Linked DNA regions of Mus musculus: all the other regions are linked to region 6. The links are chromatin contacts, called in public HiChIP or PLAC-seq and promoter capture Hi-C maps. All regions are on one chromosome and are shown on one strand. Each heading gives the region's core, a stretch centred on a gene start, on an enhancer-like site or on the middle of the called end of the contact. The rest is flanking DNA. Distances are from core to core; before and after follow the strand shown. Region 1 has its middle 120 kb from the start of Clic5. Region 2 has its middle 140 kb from the start of Clic5. Region 3 has its middle 21 kb from the start of Gm41582. Region 4 has its middle 160 kb from the start of Clic5. Region 5 has its middle 16 kb from the start of Gm41582. Region 6 holds the start of Supt3 (SPT3, SAGA and STAGA complex component). Region 7 has its middle 47 kb from the start of Gm35097.

The links. Promoter capture Hi-C pulls out the DNA fragments that hold promoters and counts their contacts. HiChIP or PLAC-seq counts read pairs in DNA pulled down with a chosen protein or histone mark.
Region 1: a contact with region 6 is called in a promoter capture Hi-C map of maxillary cranial neural crest, with 5 times the contacts expected there. The contact joins the enhancer-like site here to the promoter of Supt3 in region 6. A contact is called at or near these places in 3 of 39 promoter capture datasets (cranial neural crest, frontonasal cranial neural crest and maxillary cranial neural crest) and 2 of 115 datasets of contacts at active chromatin or transcription factors (craniofacial prominence and stem cell-derived neural progenitor cells).
Region 2: a contact with region 6 is called in an H3K4me3 HiChIP or PLAC-seq map of craniofacial prominence, with 4 times the contacts expected there. The contact joins the enhancer-like site here to the promoter of Supt3 in region 6. A contact is called at or near these places in 3 of 39 promoter capture datasets (cranial neural crest, frontonasal cranial neural crest and maxillary cranial neural crest) and 4 of 115 datasets of contacts at active chromatin or transcription factors (craniofacial prominence, embryonic forebrain, embryonic stem cells and 1 more).
Region 3: a contact with region 6 is called in a promoter capture Hi-C map of second pharyngeal arch cranial neural crest, with 7 times the contacts expected there. The contact joins the enhancer-like site here to the promoter of Supt3 in region 6. A contact is called at or near these places in 7 of 39 promoter capture datasets (the 3T3-L1 cell line, cranial neural crest, embryonic stem cells and 3 more), 2 of 15 datasets of contacts at CTCF or cohesin (large pre-B cells and stem cell-derived epiblast-like cells), 9 of 484 Hi-C or Micro-C datasets (the N1E-115 cell line, cardiomyocytes, cerebellar granule neurons and 6 more), 24 of 115 datasets of contacts at active chromatin or transcription factors (the 230-238 cell line, T-cell acute lymphoblastic leukemia, acute myeloid leukemia and 15 more) and 2 of 9 other capture datasets (adipose tissue and pancreatic islet).
Region 4: a contact with region 6 is called in a RAD21 HiChIP or PLAC-seq map of pro-B cells, with 4 times the contacts expected there. The contact joins the enhancer-like site here to the promoter of Supt3 in region 6. A contact is called at or near these places in 3 of 39 promoter capture datasets (the C10 cell line, hippocampal neurons and pre-B cells), 1 of 15 datasets of contacts at CTCF or cohesin (pro-B cells), 1 of 484 Hi-C or Micro-C datasets (nephron progenitors), 3 of 115 datasets of contacts at active chromatin or transcription factors (embryonic stem cells, large pre-B cells and pancreatic cancer cells) and 1 of 9 other capture datasets (macrophages).
Region 5: a contact with region 6 is called in a promoter capture Hi-C map of the 3T3-L1 cell line, with 15 times the contacts expected there. The contact joins the enhancer-like site here to the promoter of Supt3 in region 6. A contact is called at or near these places in 11 of 39 promoter capture datasets (the 3T3-L1 cell line, 3T3-L1-derived adipocytes, the C10 cell line and 7 more), 2 of 15 datasets of contacts at CTCF or cohesin (the NIH/3T3 cell line and pro-B cells) and 9 of 115 datasets of contacts at active chromatin or transcription factors (acute myeloid leukemia, embryonic basal ganglia, embryonic forebrain and 6 more).
Region 7: a promoter capture Hi-C map of frontonasal cranial neural crest shows a contact between it and region 6, with 6 times the contacts expected there. The contact joins the enhancer-like site here to the promoter of Supt3 in region 6. A contact is called at or near these places in 3 of 39 promoter capture datasets (cranial neural crest, embryonic stem cells and frontonasal cranial neural crest) and 7 of 115 datasets of contacts at active chromatin or transcription factors (craniofacial prominence, embryonic stem cells, forebrain and 3 more).

What each region holds. Positions count from the first base shown.
Region 1 is chr17:44,308,797-44,311,496 of GRCm38.p6, reverse strand. No RefSeq gene overlaps it. Among named protein-coding and RNA genes, the nearest start is that of Clic5, 120 kb to the right of the region's middle. Within about 2 kb of position 1,431, at least 4 of the 459 cell types and tissues checked have an H3K27ac peak or open chromatin away from gene starts, as enhancers often do.
Region 2 is chr17:44,326,459-44,329,158 of GRCm38.p6, reverse strand. No RefSeq gene overlaps it. Among named protein-coding and RNA genes, the nearest start is that of Clic5, 140 kb to the right of the region's middle. Within about 2 kb of position 1,363, at least 21 of the 459 cell types and tissues checked have an H3K27ac peak or open chromatin away from gene starts, as enhancers often do. A contact at or near this core is called in craniofacial prominence, where this site is marked.
Region 3 is chr17:45,241,334-45,244,033 of GRCm38.p6, reverse strand. No RefSeq gene overlaps it. Among named protein-coding and RNA genes, the nearest start is that of Gm41582, 21 kb to the left of the region's middle. Within about 2 kb of position 1,388, at least 22 of the 459 cell types and tissues checked have an H3K27ac peak or open chromatin away from gene starts, as enhancers often do. A contact at or near this core is called in the N1E-115 cell line and second pharyngeal arch cranial neural crest, where this site is marked.
Region 4 is chr17:44,349,208-44,351,907 of GRCm38.p6, reverse strand. No RefSeq gene overlaps it. Among named protein-coding and RNA genes, the nearest start is that of Clic5, 160 kb to the right of the region's middle. Within about 2 kb of position 1,272, at least 60 of the 459 cell types and tissues checked have an H3K27ac peak or open chromatin away from gene starts, as enhancers often do. A contact at or near this core is called in pro-B cells, where this site is marked.
Region 5 is chr17:45,277,777-45,280,476 of GRCm38.p6, reverse strand. No RefSeq gene overlaps it. Among named protein-coding and RNA genes, the nearest start is that of Gm41582, 16 kb to the right of the region's middle. Within about 2 kb of position 1,251, at least 11 of the 459 cell types and tissues checked have an H3K27ac peak or open chromatin away from gene starts, as enhancers often do.
Region 6 is chr17:44,775,839-44,778,538 of GRCm38.p6, reverse strand. Supt3 (SPT3, SAGA and STAGA complex component) reads right to left here and starts at 1,373. Exons shown (of 12, transcript NM_178652.3): 1 at 1,111-1,373. It also overlaps a transcript of Runx2 not described here.
Region 7 is chr17:45,192,504-45,195,203 of GRCm38.p6, reverse strand. No RefSeq gene overlaps it. Among named protein-coding and RNA genes, the nearest start is that of Gm35097, 47 kb to the right of the region's middle. Within about 2 kb of position 1,338, at least 15 of the 459 cell types and tissues checked have an H3K27ac peak or open chromatin away from gene starts, as enhancers often do.

The DNA.
Region 1 (2,700 bases), core at 182-2,681, 470 kb after region 6:
ATCCTTAACACTGTTAATATTGTTAGCATAATATTGTATATATGGTCATTATGTATGTATATGTAGATGATGCATATGTATATGTATATGCATATGTGTGTATGTATGTGTGTGTGTGTGTGTACGTGCACATGTACATGTATATGCATAATGATCCTGCAAATGTTGAGCTGGTCAGAATGACTGACTCACCTAAGCTGCCCTTATGGCCTTGTGGTTCCTCCTGTCTGGAAAGTTCTCTCCTCTTTGCTTCTCTTGTGTGACCCCGCTATCCCCACAAGGTCCGTCTGTCCTTCAGGACTCTCAGTGAAGCTTCTCAACTCTTTCTCCATCCTTCTGAAGCCCTTCCCCTCCTGTCCCAAGGGGGCCCTTAGGGAAAATTGCTGTCTTTTCTAAGGTGATTTTAAAGTGTTTCAGAACAAGAAATGGATTGGAGAGAGTAAAGCTTATTGGATCCCAACAGCAACTGGCCAGGTGCTATCCTATGGTGTGATTTGCTTTTTTTGGATTCTCTGGCCCTTTGTCCATGGGGAGGGGGTGGTGGTCAGAAGACTTCTTCCTGGGTTCCCCCAACAGGATCAGGAAATAGAGAAAGACACAAAAACAAACCAAAGTGGTCACCCTGAGCTGTGATTACATGCTACTTTTTCCTAACCTGAAACATTTCCTTTGCCAATTGTTTGGCCAGGAAACATTTCAGCTCTGTTTAAGGAGATGGAAAAGAAGGTAAGTCGAGGGAGAGAGAGGGAAAGAGAGAGAGAGACAGAGACAGAGAGAGACAGGGACAGAGAGAGACAGAGAGACAGAGAGAGAGAGACAGAGAAGGGTGGAGTTTGGGAGATAGTTTGAAGATTTAAAAAAATGTAACAAAAAAGGAAGAAAGAAAAGAGTGCCGAGTGAGGAGTGCAAGGTAATGCAAGAGGCTGTGGAAGGAATATGGGAGAGACTCCCCCAGACACCGTGGGCACATCCATTCATGTGCGTGTACAGCCCACAACTATGTTTGCACAAATCTATCAGGGATATCAAGAATGTTATAATGATACTCCTTCACCCGTGGCTCTCATTTTAACCACTGTAATAAGCAAAACGCACAGCACACATTGCTGGCCCTGAAGGCTATAATTTTCTCTGAGGAGAAATATTGCAAAAAAGGAAAAAAGGGAGAGAGAGAGAGAGCAAGAGAGAAGAGAAGAAAACATGATATTTTGTTCAGATCCTAAAAAAAGCATTTTTCCCCTTTCTCTGTTGCTCTTTCCTTTCATTAAACTGTCCTTAAGTGCTTTTAGAGAAAACTAAGTAGGCCACAATTCTGGGCTGTTGACTGAAAGATTATAAGTCTGGGAGACTTCTGGGATGACCGGAGAGAGGCCCAGGTCCCTTTCCTGAAACCCGGAGACCCATGGGGGCCGTGCCAGCTGCGGCTAGATTCCTCACACTGAAATGATTTCTTATTTTGAAGGGAAATCGGGGACATTCTTATCCCTATTAGTCTTAGGAGAACTTGGGCCCCTGCCAGATTTTATTGGAAAATTGCAACAAAGGAATTAGAGATAGCAGGTCCTTATATTTGGAGGGTTATGTGAGAGGCATATCGAAACCATATTTATTTCCAGATCAACTCTGCTCCTGGGGCTCAAGTATATTTTCTATGTTTTGAATATTCACATTTCCTGTAACTCAGACCCTTCTGGTTAACTATTCTCTCTCTGTCTCTCTGTTTCTCTCTCTGTTTCTCTCTCTGTTTCTTTCTCTGTTTCTCTCTCTCTTTCTGTGTATACATAAGATGCAGTTAGTAAGTAGCTTAAGGGGGGAAGTTACTACAAAGACATGGGTGGGTCTTGGGCCACTGGGAGTTTCAATTTCTCTAGAAAAAGCATGGGTCTAGCTGGACCCACAGGTGATTGGGCACATGAAGGGACACCAGGGGAGACATATCACATCCAGGATGTAGAACCTATTGACAATGGGACAGAGACTGTTTATTCTCAAAACACAATGGTTATTACTATAAGCCCAATTTAAAAAAATGTGTGGTGCCAATGCCAGGATATGGCTATTTAGATTAAAGCTAGCCCAAGATAAATGGTGAAATGGTGACTGGGCTCTGAACTTGTAACATCCCAATGTTTCTACATCACTAAATTTTTAATCAGTCAATCAACCTTTGCAGACATGAATTATTTTCAGAGATGCTTATTCACAGAATGTTTCTTTGATGTTCTGAATGGAGTCAAGTTGACAATGGAGACTGTTTCTCTGTTTCCTCAGTTCTCCATTCTGACCGACTGGTGTGAACTAGATTGTGAAAAAACCCCTGAAGAGTAAGAAAAATGGCTCTAGACAGAGAGGCTAGTCTGAGACAAGGATACTGGTCTTACATTCTTTTTTGACCTAAGTGGGTTCCATGAACTGAGATGAGCTTGAGAGACCAGTTAGACAAAGAGAAGAGAGAAAAAAAATCTATTTGGAAGAGATGTGAGATAGATACCTTGAATTCTTTTCTTTATAGTCATAAATTTTACTACATTCCACACTATTGATTTTTACACAGCCAAGGAACAGACAAAGCCATGGCAATTTCTACTTTATTGTATATATGGTGCTGGTTCAATAAACTTTACATTGTTTTCCAAAGTTATTTCTCTTTACCCACTAAAAAAATGGAGACAAAAGATATGTGGACATTTATTCAAAGGC
Region 2 (2,700 bases), core at 114-2,613, 450 kb after region 6:
AAAAAGAAACACCTATCAAGGCTGAAGAGATTTCTCAGCTGATAACAATGCTGCAGTTCTTGTAGAGGAGCTGGTCCAGGTCCCAGAGCCCATGTCGGGTGGCTCCCCACTACCTGTAACCCCAGTGTGACTCCCAACTACCTGTAACTCCAGTGACTCCAGCTCCAGGGGGTCTTATTTTGATGTCCTGTTCTGGTCTCCAGAGACATTGACACTCTTGTGCACATTGCGCACACCTATAGACATACACGTGTAGACATAAAAAAAAAAAAACATACAAAACCAAGAACTCTGCTGCTCCCAAGGAGTGGCATCCACACAGGTTCACTCCTTTTGTTGAGAAGGTAACTGGGCTCACACAGCACATTCACCAGGAGAAGGTCTGGACCATATTGAGATCATTTGGAAGACTCCTTCCAACAACAGGCAGATGAATGAGATAGGGAAGATGTCGACAGTTGAATAATGTACTAATTTACAAGCAAGTTCTATATCCAGATCCCTCATGGAATGACAAGAGGACTCATGTCAGTACAGGTGCAAATGGTTCCTGATGACACGTGACCAACTTCTACCTTGTAGAACACTTTAAGAAAGCAACTTAGAGGAATATACTCAAGAGTTTGTTTATAAAATATGCAAACGGTGAAGTGCTTGGGAGGGAAATTAGTCCTCAGCATACGAGTGGGCTTTGAAAACATTATTATTTAGCTAATGTTCAGGTTCTAACAATAAACACTGTTTATCATGGTAAGTTTTCAGAACACTGCTCTCCATGCGATCAAATCACAAACACTCCCTGCTCCTCTACCTTGCCTTCCCAAACCTCTTGCAATACTCTGCTCCCCTGGCACGGAACCAGCACCATAGACGCAGAACAAAGACAGAGCCCTCCTTCTCAAAGCCCCAACTGTAAAATTAACAGAGGAATAAAAAACAGCTGGTGAAACATGATAGCCATGATTCTGAGCCCGTGAACCTGAAAAGATAGTTTATTGTGGAAGACAAACAAAATCTGTGTTCGGTTTGATCTAGTGCGGCATCCACCGTCAGAAGCTGTCCGCTCACATTTTGAGAGTCCCGGGCTTGGGGCAGGCTGTACAGACGCCATAAACAAAGAACATAAAGGATCACTTTCCATCGTAATTTGACAGTAAACAGTACTAATTTGACTCTGTAGCTGTTTATTGATATGTGGGGGTGGGGTGGGAGTGTTGCTACTCACTAGAAAGAACAGTAGCCAGTGTATTGGGGCAGAATTGCTCATAAGATGGCAGGAGCCAGGCTGTCTTGATTCTCTCCGTGTAAGAAGAACACAATGTAAATTGCTGCTCATGTGGTTTCCATCTGGCAGCCGGACCAGCCAAGTGAGCCCCTAGCCTTCAGCCCCAAGAGGAGGTTCTCTGTAGTGGCTTCATCCTGATTTGTCTTAGGAACTGCCAGTGGCCTTCCTGTCAATCATTTATCATTTAGAAGAAAGCAGGTCTGGCCCAAGGCAAGATGCTTTATTCTCTCACTGACTCATTTTACAAATGTTTGGTAAGTGCTACTACGGGCCAAGAGTTGAACAATAGATTGGAGGTAAAAAAAAAAAAAAAAAAAAGATGAGGATTAGCCATGCCTCTGTGGTCTTTACTTCTGGGCTAGAGAGAAAGAAAGCTGCATACTGACAATGATCACACAGTAAGGTAGGCACAGGAGTGGTGGCACCCTGAGTCACCAAGGAGCCAGGCTGGTTTAGCTCCCATAAGAATATTGCATGAATCAGCCACACAGAACCTGGCAAATAGTATAATGGATTCAAAATCTATGGCTCCCTTCTTCTCTCCCTCTTTTTCTCCTCTCTCCCCCTCCCTCCCTCCCTCTCTCCTTCTGTCCCTCCCTCCCTCCCTCCGTCGCTCCCTCCCTTCTATGGTGATTTGAATATGTTTGGAAATGTGGCCTTGTTGGAATAAATGTGGTGGTGGGCTTTGAGACCCTCCTCCTAGCTGCCTGGGAGTCAGTCTTCTCCTGGCTGCCTTCGGATAAAGATGTAGAACTCTCAGCTCCTCCAGCACCATGCCTGCCTAAATGGACTGAACCTCTGAACCTGTAAGCCAGCCCTAATTAAATGTTGTCCTTTATAAGAGTTGCTTTTGGTCATGGTGTCTCTTCAAGGCAACGGGAACCCTAACTAAGGCACCTTACTTCCCTTTTCCCTTCACTGAATACCGTAGGCTGTGGCATCACAGGGTAGATTCAAAAGCTGTGGTTCTCTCTCTCCTTCTCCCCCCATCTCTCCAGTTCTTCATCTCTCCCTTCATCCTTCTCTTTCCCTTCTTTCCGTCCTTCTTAGGTGATTCTATTAAGGACAAATACTCCAGATGCCTTGGCATAGTGTTTTCCATGATTTATCTCCATCAGCCCTCCTTCCCTCTTCATCAGTCTGTTGTTACCAACATCACTATCTCACCAACAAAGAAACTACACTATACAGGTTGCATTTCATTCCTGGAGCTGTGCGACTCATAAACTAGGAAGCAGGGAGCAGAACCAAGAGCCTCCATATACCACGGTCTTTATAATACTGTGTATTTAATGTGTTCAGAGATCATGGATCTTAGCAGGCCTTCATGGATAGCAATCATTGTTGCCATATTATATTTTAGTAAAAAGGTGAAGCTTCTCAAAGAATATAGCTATCCTGGTAGTTCATTATAT
Region 3 (2,700 bases), core at 139-2,638, 470 kb before region 6:
CTTGGTGACAGCAGACACCCTAGCCAGTATGGACAAATGTGATGGTTTCCTCAGGAAGAGTGGGGCCTGGAGGGACTGCTCAGTGGTTAAGCGTGTGTCCTGCTCTTGTCCAGGACCCAAGTTCAGTTCTCCATATCCATGTCAGGAAGCTGTAATTCCAGCTCCAGATGTTCCGATTCCAGATGTCCCAACACCCTCTTTTGGCCTCCTTCAACACCTGTACTCCTGTGCACATAACCATTCACAGACACAAATGCGTGCGCATAATTTTTAAGAAACAATAAAAAATTCTAAACCTTTTAAAGGCTCATTTTAAACTTTATTATTGAAAAATAACAAAAAAAAAAAAAGAACAACGCACCAGACTATAATTAATTGTAATTATTATAATTAATAAGGCTATAAAATTTTTGTTAAAGAAAGGAAGAGTGAGCTCTCTCTCATACACATAAGTATACACTCTTTTAAAAATGTAGTGAGCAAGAGGAAAATGTCTATTTGCACATCTGGCTTGTTCTTTAAATAGCTCATTCCAAGAAAGGAATATATTCACCCTGTCTTAATTTATGTTTCTACCTTTTTCTTCCAACAGGCCTGCAGGAGGAAGGAGGGAGGGGGCTGGCCCTCGCAGGGATTCGGCAATGGCCTTGGTATGCCGCTGCCTACACAGCAGTATTTAACCCAATTACAGGATAATAAGGGCTCAGACAAATTGTCTGCAAACAGATATGTCTATGTGTAAACCCTTGACTTTGGGAACATGTGTCTGGAGCCAGAGAAAAGGGGTGTGCTTAGCGAGAGAGCGCGTCAGCTCAGAAACCCTCCCCCTAAGTGTGGACACTCTTGAGTTCTGGACAAAAGGCTCTCCAGGTTCAGACTGCATGTTTGTTCTAAAACCACACACACACACACACACACACACACACGAGCATTTTAGTACAAGATGGAAAAATCTGTATCTTAGATTGTCCTGGGGGAAGGGGGTGCTGTACCCACCCTGAGATACTGAGGGACTCTGGTTGGCTCAGTGTGGCCCTCAGGTGGACTGCCATTCCTGGGGGGGCTGCCCAGTGACTCTCCTTCCCTTCCCTCTCAGAGAGTCTCCCTGATGTGATACCGACCTCAAACCATCCCTAAAGGCAATGGGCCAGGCTGGGCAGGGAGAGGGCAGGGAGGGCCAATTACAAAGGAACGGAAGCTTGTTTCAGAGTAGGATTCTCTGCCATCAGGCATCGGATGAAGAAGAGCTCCCCGGATTAGCAGACCTTGCCTTCCATCTACTGCAAAGCAGGAGCTGAGACAAAACTATGTGTCCCACACTATTCATAAGGTCCCTTGGGGGAGTAATAGAGAACGCAACTTATGGATCTGAAGGCTGTTCTCAGAGACTTGGAACTTTTCTGAAAATGAAGGTGACTGGAGTTCATTTTTCCCTAGCCCTTCACACCTAGAGGAGAAAGAATGTACACACACACTCAATGAAAGCAGGAAGCTTGCTTGCCGTGGCGATGGTGTGGTGGTACACTCGTGTGCGTGTGTTCCTGTATGCATGTGTGCATAGGCGTGGGCAGACATCCTCTCCCATTTTGCAAATTGCTAGGGTTCTGTTTAGTTTTTTTTTTAAAGGATTTGTTTTTGTTCTGTTTATGTCTGTATGGCACACGTGTGTGTAGGGAGGGAATGGCAGGCAGTTGGGAGGCACCCGGTATGGGTGCTCTAACCATTGAGCCACCTTACTCACCCCCGTGAGTTCTACTTACTCACAGTTAGCTGATTCATGCTTGCCTGCTGGTTATTTCCATCCCACTGTCTCTTGCTGCTGCTCCATGACAACTGTCTTCTCTCCACAGTTCGCTTGTTGGTTTATCAGACATGGCTGAGAGTTACCCACATGCAGGTGGTGGAAGGCTGCTTGCGTGTCCAGAGAAAGGAGTTCTGCCAACTTCAAGGTTCTTCTGAGGCCTGATGGAAGTGGGTCCTTTTAGTGGGACCTGTTAGTGATGCCTTAGCAACATTCCCTGTAAACTCCATCTTAAATCAGGATATCTCAGCAGGGCCTGGAGCATCCAGAGAGAGTTCCAGAGAACAGGCCCCGCTGCTTCCTCTCAAAATTCCCTACTTGGGCTAGGGACATAGTGCAGCCTGTACAGCGTTGGCCTAACGTGCACAGGGCCCTAGATTTGATCCCTAATATTGTCTAAGCCAAGCGTGGTGGAACATGTGTAATACCAGCACTTAGGAGGTGGAGGCAGGAGAATCAGGGTTTCAAAGTTACAGCAAGTTCAAGGCCAGCTAGGGCTAACATCAGACCCTGTTTCCCAACAAAAAACAGAAATAAAAACCTAAAAGCAACACCCGTGCTGATCAGAGCACATTATATACAGGAACGAGACCATTGTAATGAGAAGCCGTTATTTTTCATGATTAATATACACAAATGAATTTTTTTGACTCTCCTTCTGAACTCTACCAAGACGTTCCCACCTCTTCCTGCCTGCTTCTACCATCTAATTCAAGTACCAGAGAAAGAGAAGAAAGTACAAGGGAGAGGGAGTATTACAAGGGAAGGAATAAGGGCAGAAAGAGGATGCAGAGGAAGAGGAGCCAGGGTAGAGAGGCAGAGCAGGGACAAGCCTCCTGATGCTGGGGCCTTCAGAGGCTCATCAGATGAGGGGTCAGGCTCATGGGGCTTGGGGACCT
Region 4 (2,700 bases), core at 23-2,522, 430 kb after region 6:
AGATGAATGAACAGAGGCCCCGGAGGTTCTGTGGCTTGTCTGGGGTCACTCAGCTGGTACTAGAGAGGCTCCTTTAGAACCCAGACACCAGTGCCAGCAGCTGTGGGTCTTTGGGGTGCATTGACCCGTTTCAATGCAGGCACTCAGTCGGCCCTGATGTGGGCTTTAGGCAGGCTCTGTGCTCAGCTGCGCAGGCCTCCCCTGCAGAGAAGAGGGTCCCAGTAGCTGTCATTTTCTGGACAGAGAAATACGATTCTTGCTGCTCGATGCAGAACAACAGTAATTATGAGAGTCTGGGGGGAAGTGAGAACTAAGAGCAGGAGGGACAGTTAACAACTGCATTGACATACAAATTATTATTTTTGGTAACACACAGCATTTCCTCTGATGAGTCACTGAACACATCCGTCACAAACAGACATACTTCTCAAAATAAAATAAAATAAAATAAAACCCAACAACCCAGCCTGAACTCTAATGATGCTTCCCAGAAGCAGGCAGAGTTGAGAAAGACACTGACAGCAGGTGAGGATAGACCCACTCTTAGGAGATAAGAGGAACGAATCCTCTTCTTGTTCCTTTTCAGGCACTTCCCCCAAATTACAGAGAAGACACTGGAAAGTCTAAGAAATGCAATATATACACCTGAGAGGCTGGATGGTGTTTGAGTTGTTCCGAGTCTGCTTTGCAGGACAGATCTGGAAAGATGTGGGGCTGGGAGGAGGAGTCTGCCTTTTCATCTTTTCCAACTTCATTCCCATTGCAGGAACTATCTGCCTGTCTGACAGCCCCTGAACTACAGAGTTGGGCATTCCCACTAGTGGGGAACTTGTGCCTTACTGTACAGTGTGTTTTTCTGAGTATTTTGCTTGTGTGATGGCGGGGTGCCCTAAACTCCACCTGTCAGTTCTGGTCTCTTCTCGAGAGAGACACGCTGTGCCAACTCTGTCAGTATCACAAGAACCTGTAACCAAACAAATTGGCATAGCTTTCTGGCTCTTAAAGTCAGGGTGTCCTGATGTTTGGCAGTAGGAGTCCTCTTACGCTCTCTCTCTCTCTCTCTTTCTCTCTCTGTGTGTGTGTGTGTGTGTGCTCGCGAGCGTGTTCTAGCTTTGTACTACAGGGTCTTCTTTTAGAGTCACGTGACCTAGTCTAATGTGCAGGCTCTCTCACCCAGACACCAGGTGAAGGCACTCTGGTCAGCTTGAGACTGGTGAGCATGGCTCTGGTAGGCTTTGCCTGTAGCCTCCCCTCCGCAGCCTGAAACCTGTTTGCTCAGGTTTCTCTGTTTGCATTGGGGTGGAGCTTGCCGCTTAATCGTTCTGCCACGCCCACTGCTGGAGCCTGCCACTTTGCTGTTCTGGAGCCATACACGTGGTCACCCTGCAACTGGACTCCAGGATTATTTGGTGGGAATTAACCCTTTCCCCCTGCTTCATAACTCGGTGCACGAATTAGTAAAATTGAGCTTTGATCAGAATCCTGTTTGACTTGGCTCCGTTCTTTCTTCCGTCTGTCTAGTTCCTTTCTTTCAGCTCGAGCTGCCATCTCAGTTCCTCGCGAGCAGCTGGTCTGCCCGCAGCACTTGCCCTTCTCTCACATTCTCGCTTCCTTGCTAAAATCCACTAGATGACATTTCTAAAGCCACCTATGAAGGTCGCTTTCTTTATTTGGCCACTTCCTCCTCCTAAGGTTGACTACCAAGGTCCAGCTATCAAAGTATTGAAGTCCAGCAATCAAAAGCCCCCTTTGGCTCACCTAATTAACATGCCCAATTAAAACTGAACACCTCATCTGAACACAGGGCTTCCCTTTTACCTTTATAGACCTTATTTTCCTATGGCTCCTCTCTATCCAGAGGCAGTCCTTTGTCCTCCCTCTACATGGTTCCCTTCCCCTTCTCTCTCATCCTCTGTCTCCTGACTTTGTCTCTTATCCTCTGCCCTCTGACCCTCTGGGCTAAATAAATCTCCTGACGGGTTTGTTTCAAGGGCTTCATACATTACTGCCCACTAAGTGTCAGCACAGGGTCTACCTAGCGAGTAGCTTGTGACTGGTTTATGGGACATTCTTTATTAACCATTGGTGTCTGTGTGGAGGCATTCATCATCCTGCTGCTTGCTGGCAGGAGCAGCAAGAGAATCTTAGGAAGATATCGAACCATCGCCGATACCTTCCATCCACTCCCCTCAACTTTCCACCCCTCTTTCCCTTAGAGGTCTTGTCCCAGGGGAACTGTTCCCCAAATCACCTGTGTGAGATAATTGTGGCTTAGAGTACTTCACTTTCCAAAGGGACCAGAGACATCCCAAACTCTTCAAATTCCAAAGTTGTGACTAAGGTTCAAGGGTGACATCTCAGGTGGAGCTGTGGGTCAAAGATCAACATTCTGGAAGCAGCCTTTACACTTCGTGCTAGACTCACCACCAGGGCTATGGGTTGGGTGTGTCAATGGACAGATATCTTCTTGCAGATGGTGTGTGTGTGTGTGTGTGTGTGTGTGTGTGTAGTGTCCACACAGGTGTGGAAGCCAGAGGTTGATGTCAAGTGTCCTCTTCAGTGGCTCTCTGCAGTACATTTTGTGACAGGGTCTCTCACTGAATCTGGAGCTCAATAATTCGGCTAGCCTGGCTGGCTAGGGAGCCTCTGGTCTCTAGTTGTTTGGTACTGGGACTAAGGAACTTGTCACAGTACCTGTTT
Region 5 (2,700 bases), core at 2-2,501, 500 kb before region 6:
AGAGAGAGAAAGGAAGAAAGGAAGAAAGAAAGAAAGAAAGAAAGAAAGAAAGAAAGAAAGAAAGAAAGAAAGAAAGAAAGGTCTAATTATAGAATGTACAGTTTTTCTTTCAAGAGGTACAGCCCAATTGCATTCTGGTAACAGAAGCAAAATTACAAATATGAGCAGGAAATGAAATTAATTTCAAAAAAAATCTGAAAGCACGGATTGTGGTTCTATCCTCCCTGCTTCCACCGTCCACTCCCTACCCCCACCCTCATCCTGGCCTGAGTTGACTGGTGCGGCTGGGTTCTCTGGGGCATGGTGATTAATAGGACAAGAATGAGGAGGTGTGAACTGATTTTGGACCTGAGCAGGGAGCTGGGAGAGGTTGGCATTAGCCTACTGGGATGTGTTTGCATTTTAAGTCCCCCAGGGTGACCACCTCCTGGACATCTCTGAGGGTGGGAAGTTGGAAGGATCTGAGGACCTTCCCAGAGAGCTTCTAAAAGCAGTTGTTTTTCTCCTTTTGCAGTGGTGCAAGCTTAAGCAGCTGCCACCAGGAGACTCAGGGTCCTTTCCTGAAGCTGGGACACAGAGGTGCTTGCTCCAGAACCCAGAGAACGCTGCTGGCTCTCAAGCCCCCCCCCCCAAAAAAAACCCGCTTCCAGGGAAGATGTGGATTGTCCCGAGTTCTGAGAAGCTGTATAAATTCTTCCCCTGGGCTAGTTTCTCCACTCAGCACAGAGAATCATTTAGCAGCATGAAGGATGGCTGCATAGCAATAAATAATCTTCAAATGGGGCAAGGCTGCCGTCTGGGAGGCAGAGCAAAGGCCACGGTGCAAAGCATCTGCTTTATCTGAATTTAAAACTCCAGACAGAGGCTGATTTCACTGTCATCCAAGACATGGATAATTAAAAACAAAGACATTTTAAAGAGGGATCTGAGGCGGCTTGCCCCTCCCCCTCGCTCCTTCTCCCCGCCCCTCCCTCCCCTCTCCATATCCTTCATCTCCACCTCCATCTCCTTTTCCCAGAAAAGGCTGGGAACACTCTTAAAAGCTAACATCATCCTAACGAGAGAAGACACGTTCTTGAAGAAAATCTGACTTATAGTTTACAGCTTTGTAAGAATTTCAGTCAAAAGACGTCCCAGGCTCAGGCACTCAGTCAAGGCTGCATCGTTTCAATGCTAACTTGGTATTCTGTGTGATTATTTCTTTTTACGACACTTGCAATTAAATGCAGATTTTATGCTGCCTCGTCTGACTGAAGCAGAGGCATTGGAACTTCTGGAAGCCATGGTGCACAGGCTTGTACACAGAGTCCTTGTGCTGGAGTCTGGAACACCATGCCCAGACATGCTAGCCTGGGGAATACTTCCCAGGACCCTCGAGGGCTTGAGAACTACTGTCCCCAAATCTCAGTCCCTGGAACTTGTTCTTCTGTACCTATATGTTACTCATTTGTGATGGTCGAAACTTTTCTCAACTGTAAGTTTTGGGGTAATGACTGTTCGTGTGCATGTGTGTGGTCCCTGGCCTTGCCCATGCCCGGTAAGTGATCAACCACTGAGCTACATCCCAGCCCTTGAGATGTTTCCAGATTTCAGAAATCTAGAAGGAAATACAATTGCATATGCTCCTGTATTTTGCTTTTGAAAGGAACCGTTCTCTCTGTGTACATATCTGTAAGCAGTGATCTCTCTCTCTCTCTCTCTCTCTCTCTCTCTCTCTCTCTCTCTCTCTCTCTGTGTGTGTGTGTGTGTGTGTGTATGCATGTGTGCATTTTGCATCTTGTTGGATCCTGGGAACAGACAGACAGAAATATCAATAAGATTGGTAGCAGGCATGGGTCTGATAGAGGCTGTAGAATGTGGCTCTTACTACATCAGAGAAAGATGGTAGGAAACTATAGAAAGATGAGTGCTCAAACAACCCTTGCGACCTTAGGGACCCAGCAGTTTTCCAGAACATCCCACATTGCTCTTCCCCCTGGCATGGCACGCCCTACTTAATCCTGCCTGTTCTAGGAGGATCTGAACCCCTTACACCTCCCAGATCTGTTTCAGAGGCACTAAAGTGACCTACGTAAGATCTGAATCCCCATCCCCTTAGCAGGCCAGCAGGAGAGGTGACAGAATAAGCCAGGCCTGGACTGGCAGAGGGACTCAGTCTGAAATCTGGCTGGCCTTTGATGTGGGGCCATGAGGATCTTGTTCTGCATCACTCAAGAGGCTATAGGGGCACAGCAGGTCACTAATGTTGGGGTCTGTGTCTTCCTGCCCACGCCTTCTGCAAACCTCAGCTTCTGAATATACTAGAAAGGCAACATCCAAAGCCCCCTACATCTCCTCCTAGAGGTTTCCCGGGACTCCCTCAGCCCTTGCCGCTGTAGTCTGTCACCCAGGCCTAGGAAGTGTTACTTGGGGACAAGTTTCCAGTGAAGGGAAGAAGAGTAACATCGCATCCTGGCAGGGCACTGAGGCAGGAGGTGTTGGGGCAGACCCCATAAGCCGAGTAGTGGACCAAGACATCAGCATCCCCATATGCCAAGGCATGTGTCCTTTCAAGTGGTCAGCTCAATGCATTTTGAGCTTGTCTTTGATTGCCCCAGGAGCCTCATGGGAATAGCTGTAACATTTTACATTTTCCACCCCCCCCCCCAATTCATTTCTCTCCTGGTACACCTTTCTGCACCATGCCTGATTCATCCTAGG
Region 6 (2,700 bases), core at 124-2,623:
AAATAAAAAACTGCAACTGGCTCTCAATCTCTCAACTTTTTCAGACCTGTGGGATCCCATGCAATAAGCACCATGCCTGTGTGTCTACTTACTTACATTGTAATTAATTTGCTAACCAATTAAAAAATCAAGCTCATCAGAGCCACCTGCACCCGGTGGTTACCATATTGGTAGCCCATAGAGTATAGCATTTCCAGCTTGGCATAAAGTCCCCTTGGGCAGTGCAGCCGGAAAAGGGTGGGAAGCTTGCAATAGTATGGTTAAAGTAAGGTCTGGTTGTGCAAAACATTATCTTAGTAGTCATATTCCGCCTCGCTGGAACACGCAGAAATTCTACCAGTTGTTTCTTTCTTTAAGTAAATCTTTTAACAGTGAACTAACTCAAAAATACTGAGAACTCAGGTTTTATCCCAGATAAATATGTACTGGTTTCTTCCTGAGTCTACTAATTCCAAGGACATAAAGCTAATTTTAATCCGGGTGTTCAGTAACAACACTGCTACTGGGATCCTGTCTGACCGTCAAATATATTCCACTATCCCTATAACTCTTATCACTTGTCACATCAACTAGCCTGACTTCCAATATAGAAGGCAAGATGACAGACAATTTCCTTGGAGCTCAAACGTAATTAATCACAGCTGGCGTGATACAAGCTTTTAGCACACAGATCTTCTCCCATAAACCTGAGTTTTGAGCTAGGCTGCGATGATCCCCATCTATACCCCCCGACACCACCGGCTAAATGATTTATTTCCCCAGGGGTCCCAGAGGCGAGCTCTGACAGCAACATCTCTGTGTCCTCTGTCCCTCAGCCTGCATGCACACTGCACTTCCTTCCACTACCACTTCCTAGCTTCCTAGCTTGCCTTCTTGGAGGACTTCCCACCCATTTGGGTGACAAGCCTAAACGGTGCCTCTCCGCCCGGCCCCGAGGGCTCCCCTGCCTCACGCCCACCGACAACGGGGAGGAGCCACGGGGCACCCCACGCTCGGCGGCCTGCATCCGGCTGGGCCCGCAGCCCCGGGCCAGGCATTTGGCTGCCACGACGTCCCTCAAGTTCCCATGACCTCGCCCCACTCCCCGCCGCCCCCACGCGCCCCCACAACCTCTGCTTAAGACACGTGGAGGCACGGCTGCGCGTCCCGCGTGGAGAATGAGAGGGGACAGAGATGGCGCGGTGTCTGCGGCGGCGGCGGCCCCGGGACACGACGGGCAGGGGGGCGGGGAGTGGGGGGAACCAGAGATTGTAGAAAGGGAAAAGGTGACTGAGCTAGGCTGGAGGGGGTGGGGGTAAGATGGCGAGAGCGCCACTATGAGGGGCGGGGCGGGGGTAGCGGAGCCTGGGGTGACTAGAGGGACGGGCCAAGCCGTGCGGCGAGAGCGCATGCGCACCCGGCTGGCCAGCGCGCGCGGTCGCGGGCCTGCTTCTTCTACTTCCGCCACACTCCGGGGGCGGGGCTTCGCGCTCCCGCCTCGGCGTACGGAGCGGCCCGCAGCCACGCGGCGGAGCCTCAGAGCGGGAGTTGTGATGAGTCGAGTGAGCGATCTGGCAGAGGAGCTGGATTTGGCCTGTGGTGACTCTGCAGACCGTAGGAGTGAGCCCGAGGAGCTAGGATTATTGAGAGTCGGTGATCTGCACTGGGAGAAGGTCTATGCAAGCTTCTCTTCAGGGGTTGGTCAGGTGACCAGAATTGTTTCCAATGACAAAGGGGCGCAGAGTTAGGAAAGACTCTCTCCTCAGAGAAGCACTGTGTGAGGACTCAGTCCGTTCTAGGACCTGGGAACACCCACCTACCCACCCCTACCGGCCCTTGCGCAAAATCGAAAGCCTGTGAAAACTCATCTGCAAAGTTACCCCACCCCACCCCCGTTCCTTTCTACAAAGTTCCATTACTTTAAAAAGCATGCTTTAGTTAATAACTTTCACTATTGGGGAAGCTTTATAAACAAGCAGTGGTGATTTTTCCTTGCACCACTTATATTGAATTGTATGTATGACCTGTCTTCCCGTGTTTGATGGTTGCAGGTGTAGTACCTTAATGAACTGGAGACAATTGTGTGTGATGTTTTCACTCGGCTGTTTAGAAAAGAAAATATCCACTATCCTACCATTTCAAATATTATTTTTATTATATTATTTTTACTATTATTATTTATATTAGTCACTTTTTTCGCTAGGGTTTTACTGCTGTGAATAGATACCATGACCAAAGCAACTCTTAAAAGAACATTTAATTGTGGCTAGCTTACAGGTTCGGAGGTTCAGTCCATTATCAAGACAGGAGCATGGCAGCATCCAGGCAGGAATGGTGCAGGAGGAGCTGAGAGTTATACATCTTCATCTGAAGGATGGTAGTAGAAAACTGGCTTCCATGCAGCAAGGATGAGGGTCTTAAAGCCCACACCTACAATGACACACCTACTCCAACAGGGCCATACCTTCTAATAGTGCCATTCCCTGCGCCGAGCATATACAAACCATCACATTCACCTTTACCAGGTCTTTTCAAGCACTACTTACTTCATTAATGTCTTGCCTATGAATGTATGAGTTCTGAAATAATCCTATTTGCTGAGTGTCTTTAAAACAGCCATTCATCTGATCATCTCCTCTCTGGATTGCAATTGTCTTGTGCTTAGTCCTCTGTAACTGCCAGACACTTCAATATTTGCCAAATACACTTCCAAGAGTAGAT
Region 7 (2,700 bases), core at 89-2,588, 420 kb before region 6:
TGATGGATGGTTTACAGAGGCCCCGGATACAAGACAGCCTCTAATCATTCTCAGATGGCGCCTGCCAGGCCCCAGTGCTGGTGTTTCCTCCACACGCCTCTGCCAGAGGCGCTGACGGTGGCAGGGGCTGGACCCTCATCCCTGGGTTTTGGCCACAGCCAGATGCAGCAAACAGTGAGGCCCGTTGACACGAGAGGACCCCCTGACCACCGTGGAAATGAGCAGTGAAAGCCAGCACCCTCTTGCTTTCACACATGGCTGGGTTCCGGGTGGCTGGCTTGACCGGCCTCTCCCTGGGACCACCAAGGTATAAGTGCCTTCCTCCCAAATTAACCTTTGTCAGCAGTGCCCACGGCTATGCCCCTGAGGCTTGCTTTCAGGGCGGTGAGGTCCTGGCTGGGCATATGCACTCCCAACTTGAGAAAGCCTTTGGCCTTTCCTGTGCTATGCCTGTGGGCGGCTGGACCCGATATGGAGCCCCAGGACCTTCCTGACCCGAGGCAGGACATCCACTCTGAAGCCACTATTTCAGATAGTCTTTTGGAGTATGGATTGAGTGTTTCCGTGGATTGCCCTCAGCTGGTATAATTGACCCATCTGCCAGGACTACCCTCAGCCTGTTCTCCATCCCACGTAGCTCCAGATGGCCACCTGGAAAGTGTCTTCTGTCTCCTTTCCCTAACTGAAGGGAGCCTACAGTGTCTTGTTCCACAGTGGGGACTTGGCAGAATCGGGGGAGGGAGGTACCTGTTCTAATTGGGGGAGGTACAGATTCTAAAAACCCTCCTCCTCTTCCAGACTCCTTCTCCTTTTATGCAGTCTTGTGTGTATCCCAGGCTAGCCTCAAACTCACTACTTAGCTGAGGATGGCCCTGAACTTCCAATTGAGAGCCTGAGCAATGGGTTTACAGACAGTGAGTGACCACACTAATGTATGCAGTGCTGGAGATCAAACCCAGGGTGTCAGGAATGTTAGACAGGCATTTTACCTAGCAGGACTACATCCCCAGCCCCCCCCCCACCCCCCCATTTCAATTTCCATCCCTACCACCTTAGCTTCTCATTTGACTAGCATTTGATTATTTTAGCTGCCTGGGTCCTTTCTCCAGCCTGCATGTACAACGAGGAGACGGGAGCCTTTCTCTTTAAGGACCTTCAAAACAATTTTGTTCTTGTTGAATCTCTCTTTTACAAAACAAATATCATGATGAGGTGAACTAAACGAATCTGAAACAGATGGGTAAAATTTCCCTGAAATACACAGAATTTCAACCCAGAGGGGAAGGGTGGGGGCTGAAGGCATTTGGGGTTTTCATTTGAATGATGGAAGCAGTTCATCTGGGAGCCTCTGGGCCAACTCAGAGGAGCTGGACCGCCTCTGGGGGACACAGTTACCGTGAGCGTGCTGCTGATATCGGGTTTCTAAAGCCCAGCTTCTGAAAGAAAACAAGCCGTTCTAACTGACAGTGTATCTTCTCCTAACCATTCCCCTGCAGCACATGGCCCCATGGAAGATGGAAATTATTTTGGAGATAACCAGTTGCTGCCTTTGGCATCCACTCCATAACAGCTTGATGTGTGTGCAGAGGCCCTGATTGGTGGGGCGGGAGCGTGCTGAGCCCGGGAGGCAGACACATCAGTGGTTTCAACAAGAATGTGAAAATACAGAACTTTGTGACAAAGTTCCTTCGGGGCAGGCAGATCTCCCAAATCCGTTACAGATTTCTCTAAAATATGCAGGACTTCCATGCAGACGAGAGCGGTGTGTATTCCAAAGGCATATGGGACGTTGCTAGGCTCAAACCATGGAAACTGAGGAATTGGCGATAATGATAGGTTCCAGCAGTGGGCTCTGGGCTAGTTCTTGCTCTCCCTCTGAACCTGTAGCCCCATACCTCAGGCACATCAGCAGATGGCTGTGAAGAGCTGTCCAGAGGAGTGTCTGCTCTCTTGTGCCCTCGAGAATCCCCAAAGGGTCACTCTCAACATTCACGCAGGCCTTCATTCCCTCAGGGATTCCTCTGCCTCAGCAGATGTTAAAGTGAGTGTTTGGGGCTCACCCTTATGCTTGTCCAACCTGTAAGCCATAAGCTTTGCAGGATAGCTACAAATGTCACGCGGCCCAACACATTTGTAAATGACAAATTGTGTCTGGATGTCCCAAGATTGGAGACCCCTGACTCAGTATGTCTTAAGGTTAGTACTACATGGTGTCTTTTTAGATATTTTATCGCAGACCCAACCAGAGGCTTCTATTGAAACAAATCTAAGGCATGAATGCATATTGAACGCATCTCAAAGGAGATCTGTAGTGATCAGTATCTTCTCATCTCAGGAGCAGTGCATTTCCTCAGGATGCAAGTTTCCCACGTCTCCACCGCAAGTCCTGGGTAGCTAGGGGCCATAGGCAGCCCAGTATCTTCAGTGTGGAAGCCTCTGTCATATGGTTCTCCAGCTTTTCACATCACTATCTTTCCTGCCTTGCCACCACTCACCCCTCCACACAGCTTCCTTGAGGCTCAAGATGCAATTCAAATAATGCCATTTTCTGCTTCGGAGTGTTTAGTGGCCTCTTATTGTCAATAGAATCAACCCCACACTTCCCGCTGTTGGTCTTCTCCCTCAGCTCCTTCTCAGTGTCCTCTCTGTACCACCATGTGACTTCCCCAGCATCCAGGTCCCTGTCCACCTGCAGGTCAC